Linked DNA regions of Mus musculus: region 1 is linked to region 2. A link is a contact called in public HiChIP or PLAC-seq data. All regions are on one chromosome and are shown on one strand. The core of a region is the stretch at or near the end of the contact, and the rest is flanking DNA. Distances in the headings are between cores, read along the strand shown.

Region 1 (4,249 bases), core at 228-2,727, 90 kb after region 2:
TGTATGTAAAACGCCTCGTGAATCACAGGTTATCAAAATCATGGATGCTCAATTAGGTGTGTAGCACCATAACACACAGTGTGTCATTATTAACAGAGTGGGGCTGGAGAGATGGCTCAGCAGTTAAGAGTGCTTACTGCTCTCCTAGAGGATCTGAGTTCTGTTCCCAGCACCCCACATCCAGAGACTGGCAAATACCTGTAACTCCTGTTCCTGGGTTCCCTCGGCACCTGAAGACACTTACACAGACCCATACACATAAATAAAAACAAGCTTTTCTTTTTAGTATTGCATGGACATAGGGCAGGATGCAATCCTGACTGAGAGTAACCCAGAATAATGAGGGTCCTATCAGCGCTGCACCAAGAGAGCTGCTCTTGTATTACCTCACTGTGGAAGGGAGTGACTGCTCTGGGCAGGTCTCCAAGCCAGACCAGGACTTAGCAGTGATGTCCAAGAACAACACTGCTGATCATCCATCCATCCAGTGCTTTCTAGTTTATAGAACGACAAACCTCTCAGAGGTCATTTGACTGCAGAACATACCTAAACACTCATCCCTGTAACTGTGGAGGCAGGAACAGGGAGAGGGAGCTATAGCTCAGTCAGTAGAGGGCTTGCCTAGCATTGCTGAAGCCCTGGGTTCAATCCCTAACACCACATAAACCAGACATACTGGTACACACCTGTGACCCTTGGTGACATACAGAATTTGAGGCCAGCTTGGGATAGCAAAAGGATGATGTAAGTTTAAGCGACATCTATCTGTGGCTGCCCATTATCCTAGGAGAGGGTTCCCCAAGGATGAAGATGTGTCGAAGAGTGTAGAAATAAGTAAGAGTCCAGGGGAGAGTAAATGGTTTAATAAGTCAATAAATGGAGCATTAGGACACAGCTAAGATTTAACTGCCTAAGCGGTCAGGATCACCTGGGGGCCCTTTTCTGGGAAGCCCTAGGAATCTTCGTCTTTATCGCTAAATCTGTCTTCCTGCTTCCTCGGCCCACAGGAGTAAAGATAAGTCTATCAGTGCAAAGATAATTCTGTCAGTGCAAAGATAAGTATATCTGTGCACCATACGCACACATGCATGAGAGGGTGGGGAGCGCAAGTTGCAGCATGCAAGAGGCAACCGTGTGCGCAGGTAAATGCATCATTATTTAGGTAATTTGTTAGCTGAGCCCTGGAGGGCTGCTGCAACCCCCCAAGCCCCAGCCGGAATGCCTGCAATTCCCACACTGTCCCTACTTACAGTCAGCACTTCCTGGGCAGGCCATTTCCTCCTGTTCTGTTGCTTGTCTGTTTCTAAATGGGGAAAGCCACCCCCTCTCCCAGCCCCCCTCCCGCCCCCCCTTGTTACTCCTCCCTTTCCTCCTCTCCCACCACCCACTCACTACCTGTCCTCCCGCTGAGGGTGGAACAAACAGGCTCAGAGTCCTCGGAATCTGCCACTGCCCGGGCAGCCCTTTAGAACAATGCATTTTATAGCACATTAGTCACGTTCCCTTTCAAAGGCGGCATTCTCTTCCGAAGGGCCCACAAGCCTGAGTCTTGCAGAGGGTCTTCCTGGCCTGCCAGTATCTGGGAACCTTGTTCCTCCCCGTGCCTCAGTTTCATCACCTATAAAACGGGAGCTCCCAACTCCGGCTCTGCTAGGACTGTTGTGAGCACGGGAGAGGGAGACTCCCGAGATGATGCTTACTGCTTCCAGCTGCTGCTGACTACGGGTCAGACGAGATTGGCTGTAGTCTCTACACTCTCTCAACAAAGCTAACTGGACACTCTCTGGGGACCGCAGGCATCAGTGACCTCTTTGTCAGCAAACAGGATTGGAAAGCGGCCAACCCTCTAAGACAATCAGTGTCATCAGGCACTACATTATTATTCCTTTCTGAGTCGGAGCTGTGCTCAAATCACCAAAAGACCAAGTCCCTTTCTTTCCCACTCCTCCATTTAAACTCCCCACAAATCATCAAGCAGAGTAGCCTTCACAGGGCCCTCCTGGGACAAGAAATGCCTGAGACCGCCAGCTCTCAAGCCTGTGGAGGGCTCCTTCACTGATGGACACTCTTCTTGCCCAGGCTATGCATTCCACAGCACCTACTTACTGTGAGTGTATACAACCTCTGCCCCCTGAATTCTTATGACCTCTGTGGTCCTCCCTCAAATGCACCAGGAGGCACAGGGGCTTCAAAGATGCACCAAGAGCACACACAGCCCCACAGCTCAGGCCCCCTCACTCTGCTCCACTTGGAACAGGCACTCTGCAATATTCCCTGCTCAACTGCAGAGAAGCCGGAGCCCCACTCAGCGCTCCTCCCGGTAGGCAGGCGCGCTGCAACGTTCCTTGATCAATTGATTAAAAGCCTCAGCTCCGACTCACATTTGCCAAGTACTTTCCACAAGGGATCAAGACAGAACTAAGCGTTCTGCATGTCATCTTAATTGAAAGTTATAGTCTCTTACAGTTCCCATAACAGCACTAGAGAATCCATTTCTGGGTCCCCAGGAGGTCCAGGGAAGCAGCAGGAAGCAGCAAGGGGCCTGGAAGTGTGCAAGTCTTGGTGGGTGTGCCGATGAAAGAAGCCAGAGCTGGCTCCATTCAGAATTCTGCAAGCTATCCTTCCTGCTCAGCCCCAGCCCCAGAGGAAACCCGAATTCCTATTCATACCATCTGGAAGAGGAAGTCCAACACCGCAGTAAGCCAGCTGCTTTTTCTAGTTAGGTCTAAAAAGCAGGTATTTGAAAACAGCTGTTTCTGGTATTTTATAATAAATCTGTCAAGTTCGTCTACAGATCGAAATCTGTGATTATTTTTAAAACCAGGGCTCTCTCGGAATCGGGGCTGTAGAATGTCACTATAGGCTTTCCCCTCCCCCGCTCTTGAAGCACCCACACCCAGAGCCTTCTGTCCTCACTGAAGATCCAGCGAAGCACACAAGCAATTCAGGGATGTTTAGAAAATAAAGTGAAGTTTCCAAAAGAACCAGACAGAAGCCCACTTCCTTAAAACAATGGCATTAAAACACTTCCTTAAAACAAGAGCGTTATCTTTAAAGAGCTTTCCTTTACCCTTTTATTCCACTCACATTTTTGTCTTAAAGACATGGGTCTCACTGTGTAGCCCTGCCTGCCTGGTCTGGAACTTTCTACTTGCTATGCAGCCCAGGCTGGCCTCCAACTCACAAAGGTCTGCTTGCTCTGCCCCCTAAGTGCTCAGATTAAAGGTGCCTGTCCCTTATGGCGTTCATGTTTAAAAAAGTTACAAAGTACAAATTGGTACAGAAAACTAAAGTTTAAGTGTCTAACTTCCCATCCATCAGTCATCACTGCCAAGAGCCCCTTCCTGAAGATGCCACACCTGGCAGCTTGGGAAACACTTGCGGGCTTCTTTCCAGGTGTGGCCACCCACACAGAGCCCATGAAACCCACATCTTATTCTGAGATCTCACTCTGGGTACAGTTACTTATATGGTGATCTGCTCACTGAGAGAAGCAAACATCAGGACAGCCACCACTTCCACACAGCACACAGCTGTGGCCACAGCTGGGCCTCTGAGCTGGGGTCAGCTGTCACCTTTGAACAAAGGTGCTGAAATACCAAGACTGGGAATAGCATTAACACAGCTACAAGAGAGGGGCCTCCTCCCGGGACTGAGTTAATCATTTCCCATGTAGATTTCATTCAACCCTTACCCGTTCTAGAAGGAGGAATCCCTATACCCACTTCACAGAGGAGGAGACACCTCCATTGGATTCCTACCCTGCAGAGTACCACCCATTTCATCATTTATCTGTTTGTCCATCCATTTATCTCTCCACTCATCCAGCATCCTGCCCCTCGGAATGCACTTGGTCCCCTGAACAGCCACCCAGGTCTCTTCGTTCAGCAGAGGAAGGGGAACTTAGCCCCATTACTCAGGACAGTGTTTTCAAATCCTGACTCACTTGGAAGACTAGTTAAAGACAAATCAGGTACCAGGCCAAGCAAGCATGTGCCTGTGTGCGTGCACTCGTGCACCCACGCGCATGCGTAGCCAACGAGTCAGCAGCTTCGAGTGAAGCAGCAAGTTAACACCTGCTTTTTAACTTTCACTTACAGTATTGGTAAAGCTCTGAGAGAACAGATACCTATAAGAAGTATTTAGAAATGAGAAGCATTTCCAATGCCAGGGAAACTTTAATTTAAAACCAATTGTGAGAAATTAAGGCCATCAACTCTAATGGCAGCTATAAAACGTAAATTGGCAG
Region 2 (4,565 bases), core at 800-3,299:
CTGTGGCGTAGATTAATGTTACTGCCTCTGCTGGGCAGTGAAGTCACAGCATAGGCTGGTAACAAAGTCAGCAATCCAGGAGTTGACACTAAGTCCCATGCTCTTCATCACTAGGGTCTAGCAAGCATAGGTCACCTACTTATTTAAAGATGACACACACGTGGACCTCATCATCCAAGCAGCGAGAAGATTATCATAGCTTTCTATCAAATATAACTCCAGAAAGAGAAAGACATGCCAGAAACACTTATCAGTTTTGAATTATTTATTTATCATCTCAGCTATGATATTGCTTATATGGAACTTTGTTAGAAGTCCATTTGTGTTCAAAGGATCAGCAAAAGTCTAGCCAAATCCCGGTGTTTCAGAGGGAGTGAGCAATGTTTCCATTCTGGAAGCTATACATAACCAGCCAACAGATAGGGCTAGTCCCAAGGATGGACTCTCAATTGAGGCTCTGAAATCACCCATCAATCAGCCCACCAGGACAAGGCAGCTCAGGAATGGCTGTAAGGTAACAGGAGAAAAATCACAGGCACGTATAAAGAATATTCCAGGTTTTTTGAACATTTAGGAAACGTGGAGGAGACCTTATTTCTCACATAGGACTCACAGTATTTGGTGATAACTGCTTCTTGCCTCTCTGGCTCACAAGCCCTTTGAACTCTTGAAGTATTTGCACCAATCCCTTCATGGACCCACAAAGGTACTGACTGTCTCCAAGGAACTGCACAGCATGCAGAAGGTGCTTTGCCTTTCTCCTTAGTGAGGGAAAGGTCACAGAACAGAATCAGGACACTGGTGATTACACACCGGGTGCCCAAGTTCACTCCTGGGGAGGGACCACTGGGATTCTAGAAAGGAGAATGGAGTGAAAGACAAGCTGGGGCTGCTGTCCTCATCCCAGGTTGGCTCACGGGAGAGAAGACAAGGAGGGGGTTGGGATAGATGGAGAAGTGCGGGATGGAGGAAACCAAGCCACAGACAAGAAGTAACAGTGGCCCGTTTGTCTACTCCAGCGTCCCCAGATACGATTGGTCCTCAGGGACCCAGTCACATAAAAAGTTAGCCCAGAGGCCCCAAATCTCCACCACAGCCACCCACCCTATTCAGTCCCACAGTACCCTTAGGTGTCTGCTAGCTCTGGCTACTGTGATCTAAGCTTGTTATGGGTGCGTGCTAGAGCTGATGGTGGTGATAACGAAGCCTAGATGGGCAGGCTTTGGGTCCAGTGAGAGTGGGTGTTGGTAGTAATTCAGGTGCTGCAGGGATTTCGAGCCAGGATGCTGAGGAAGAAGACGGGGAGGAGGAGGGTACATATCAGATAATGGGCTTTATGGCCCATCTGACAGTCTGTTCTGTGTATACATCTAGGGCACAGGGTAGTGATTGGTACTTACCACTGAAGTATGCAGAAGTTCCATGTAGATATCAAGACTGAAAAGAGTATGCTTTATGTGCCCAGGAGAGGAACGCATTTGTTTTTACCTAAAGTTGTCATTCTTTCCTTCTCTCTCTCTCTCTCTCTCTCTCTCTCTCTCTCTCTCTCTCTCTGTGTGTGTGTGTGTGTGTGTGTGTGTGTGTGTGTGTGTGTGTGTGTAAGAGAGGGAAGGTGATGTGATACTTATATGTCATCAGGGTACACTTGGTTTGGCATGCCAATGGAGGTCAGAAGTCAACCTTGTGGAATCAATTCTCTTCTTCCACCATTACATGGATTGCAGGTATAGAACTCAGGATGTGAGACTTGCCAGCAAGAGCTTTCAGTGGTCGATGGGCCATTTCAAAGGTCTCTCTCTCTCTCTCAAATTATTGTTAATACTCACCCCTTCACTAAATGGAGTGCACAGTTGGAATGGTGCTATGTGGCTTTCAGAATCGGCAGCCACGAATAGTTGTGCTTTCCAGAGCCTGATGTGAGAGTTGAGGCACCACAACCACGGGTGTGGCTGTGCAGTGTAAGAGAATGTGCATTCCTGAGCCTCACCTCAGCTCTATTGTCTATGCTCTGGCGAGAAGGACCAAGAAGCCCCATTTTAACAGAGCCCCAGGTCATTCTTGTGCATATTGAAATTGAAGAGCTGCTGTCAGAGAGGCTCACGCTGGAGAAGAGGGAGTTTACTGTACTGCCAAGTCTTGTGACTTTGAATAATTGACAGGGGAACATTTGTTTAAGATTTTTACTTCAGTAAATAGGACAGTGTGGCTGGCAATAAAAACAGGGGGAGTGTTTATTAGGAAAATAAAACACAACGTGGTCTGATGGTTTGCATGCAATAACTTATATACCCATGAGGTTTTGCAGAAACACTGGCTTGGGGGACCTCAGGAAAGCTCACAGTGAGTCACAGTGCGGTACTAATGGTGATGACTCAGCCTTCCCAGCTTCAGACAAACCCAAGGAAAGAGAAAACTGGAGGGCAAGCAGGATGATGTAGTTGCCAGCTCCTGGGGTCCACCCCATCACCTGAGCACTCCTGGAGCAGCGTGCGCTCAGGTGACATTCTGTTCAGAATTCTTAGTCTTAAGAGGAAGGGGAGTGGTTTGGAGTGAGAAAAAGAGAGAAAAGAACAGATGACCAGGAAGCATGGATAGGCCAAAACCGACCTTAGGAAGTCTAAGTGGCAAGGGAGTAGAAGGAAGGAGAAGGTACAATCAGAGAAGACACAGGAATGGAGAAGGGCAGAACCTAACAAGTAGCCACAGAACAGAGGGTAGCGGGACTTAGGGAGCCCTCACAGAGCCAAATAGTGCCCAGGTTACTCGGTGGAGATAAGACACCCAAGAGGGTTGCAGAATGCACAGAATCAAACTGCAAATGTAACTGGATTGGAAGGACAGAAAGGGAAAATAGATGTATCAGTAAGGCAGATGCAAATAAATAAAATGGAACAAGAATAAACAAAAACACCAGGTAAGAAGCAAAGTACTGTCATCAAAACAGGAGAGCTCTCATTGGTCGAGTAAGGAAGCCTAAGGAAATGAAAGGAGATTTTTTTTTAATTGGTCGAGTAGGAAGCATAAAGAAATGCAAGATCAGATGGATGGGAAAGGGATAAAGTTTTAGCATGGTTATCTACACAGAAAGTTTCCAAGAATTCCAAAAAAAGCAAAGATATCTTAGAAAGAATCAATGAGTTCAAGGTGAGAAAGCTACAAGATAAACATAAAAATGCAATGATATATTTGTACTAGAAAGAGTACAGATTCAAAACTAAAAAATACACCACTATAGTGCATACGACTCCCAATAGATGTACATTTAACAAAACTTGCACTAGATTTGCACGCTAAAGTGAGTGTGGCAGTGCATGTCAGTAGCCCCAGCACTTGGGAGGTGAGGGTGGGAAGATCAGAAGTTCAAGGCCAGCCTGGGCTGCATGAGACACTTTGTCAAAACAAAACAAAACAAAACAAAACAAAACAAAACAAAACCAAAGGCTTATGTGCTCAGAGCTGCGATGCGAATGGAAAAGTCATAAAGTAATGGAGAGATACAGCATCTTCCCACATCGACAGACAACACCCTGGATGCACCACTCTCTCCAACTTGATAGGAGTTGTACTGGCTAGTTTTGTGTCAACTTGACACAGCTGGAGTTGTCACAGAGAAAGGAGCTTCAGTTGAGGAAATGCCTCCATGAGATCCAACTGTAAGGCATTTTCTCAATTAGTGATCAAGGGGGCAAGGCCAAATAAACCCTTTCCTCCCCAACTTGCTTCTTGATCATGGTGTTTGTGCAGGAATAAAAACCCTGACTAAGACAAATTGGTACCAGCAGAGTGGGGTATTCCTGTGACAACCTGACCATGTTTTGGGGAGGACTGTGGAAGGACTTTGGAACTTTGGGCTTGAAGATCCATCCGTTGTTAAGAGCTCTGTCGGATGTTGTGTAGGAGCTTGGAAGATAATATTGAGAACACTGCAGAAGATGGAGGTCTGGTTTGTGAAATCTCAGAGAGAAAATTAAAGACTCTTTTTAGGGCCATTGCTATTTTGATTGTGAAGATTCTGTAGTTCTGGTTAGCTGGGGCTGAAGAATCAGCTGTGATTAATAAGATACCAGAACTACTAAAGCAAAAACTTGGCATTACTGGGACTATTGATGCTGGTTAGCTGGAGCTAAGAAATTAGCGGTGATTAAGAAGAGACCAGCATCATTGAGGTCACATCTTCTGGGAAGTGTTTTCTGAAAGCACAAAGAGGCTGTGTTCCAGAGATAGCCAAGGTTGTACTCCTGCTACAGTGGGACTTGGTAATATGTAAGGGTCACCCAGATGGTACTGGTTTTGAAGGCATGAAGGGGTCACGCAGAGCAGCTGAGGCTTGGCACTGTGAGAGGCCATGGAAGGCCACTGGTGAAGGTGCAGCCTCAGTTGCAATTGACGGCCCAGGACTGAAGGGGTCATGCAGTGTTTTGGAGATGCCAGTACCATGAGATGACTACCGAGAGCAGCAGCACAGTGGAGTCCAGGCATCTGGAGCATAGAGGACGATGTGTGTACTACAAAGGGCATGGCTGGAGAAGTGACCCAAGCCCTTGGAGGAGCCCAGAAGATTGTGA

What was found. HiChIP or PLAC-seq counts read pairs in DNA pulled down with a chosen protein or histone mark.
Region 1: a contact with region 2 is called in an H3K27ac HiChIP or PLAC-seq map of trophoblast stem cells, with 15 read pairs. The contact joins two enhancer-like sites. A contact is called at or near these places in 6 of 39 promoter capture datasets (cranial neural crest, fetal liver, frontonasal cranial neural crest and 3 more), 3 of 484 Hi-C or Micro-C datasets (the 3T3-L1 cell line, nephron progenitors and pancreatic cancer cells), 4 of 115 datasets of contacts at active chromatin or transcription factors (embryonic stem cells, pancreatic cancer cells and trophoblast stem cells) and 3 of 9 other capture datasets (adipose tissue, embryonic stem cells and pancreatic islet).

Annotation. Positions count from the first base shown.
Region 1 is chr3:102,192,359-102,196,607 of GRCm38.p6, forward strand. All of the region lies in intron 2 of Vangl1 (VANGL planar cell polarity 1), which reads right to left. Among named protein-coding and RNA genes, the nearest start is that of Gm16160, 9.4 kb to the right of the region's middle. Within about 2 kb of position 1,478, at least 117 of the 459 cell types and tissues checked have an H3K27ac peak or open chromatin away from gene starts, as enhancers often do. A contact at or near this core is called in trophoblast stem cells, where this site is marked.
Region 2 is chr3:102,101,997-102,106,561 of GRCm38.p6, forward strand. All of the region lies in intron 1 of Casq2 (calsequestrin 2), which reads left to right. Among named protein-coding and RNA genes, the nearest start is that of Casq2, 18 kb to the left of the region's middle. Within about 2 kb of position 2,050, at least 48 of the 459 cell types and tissues checked have an H3K27ac peak or open chromatin away from gene starts, as enhancers often do. A contact at or near this core is called in trophoblast stem cells, where this site is marked.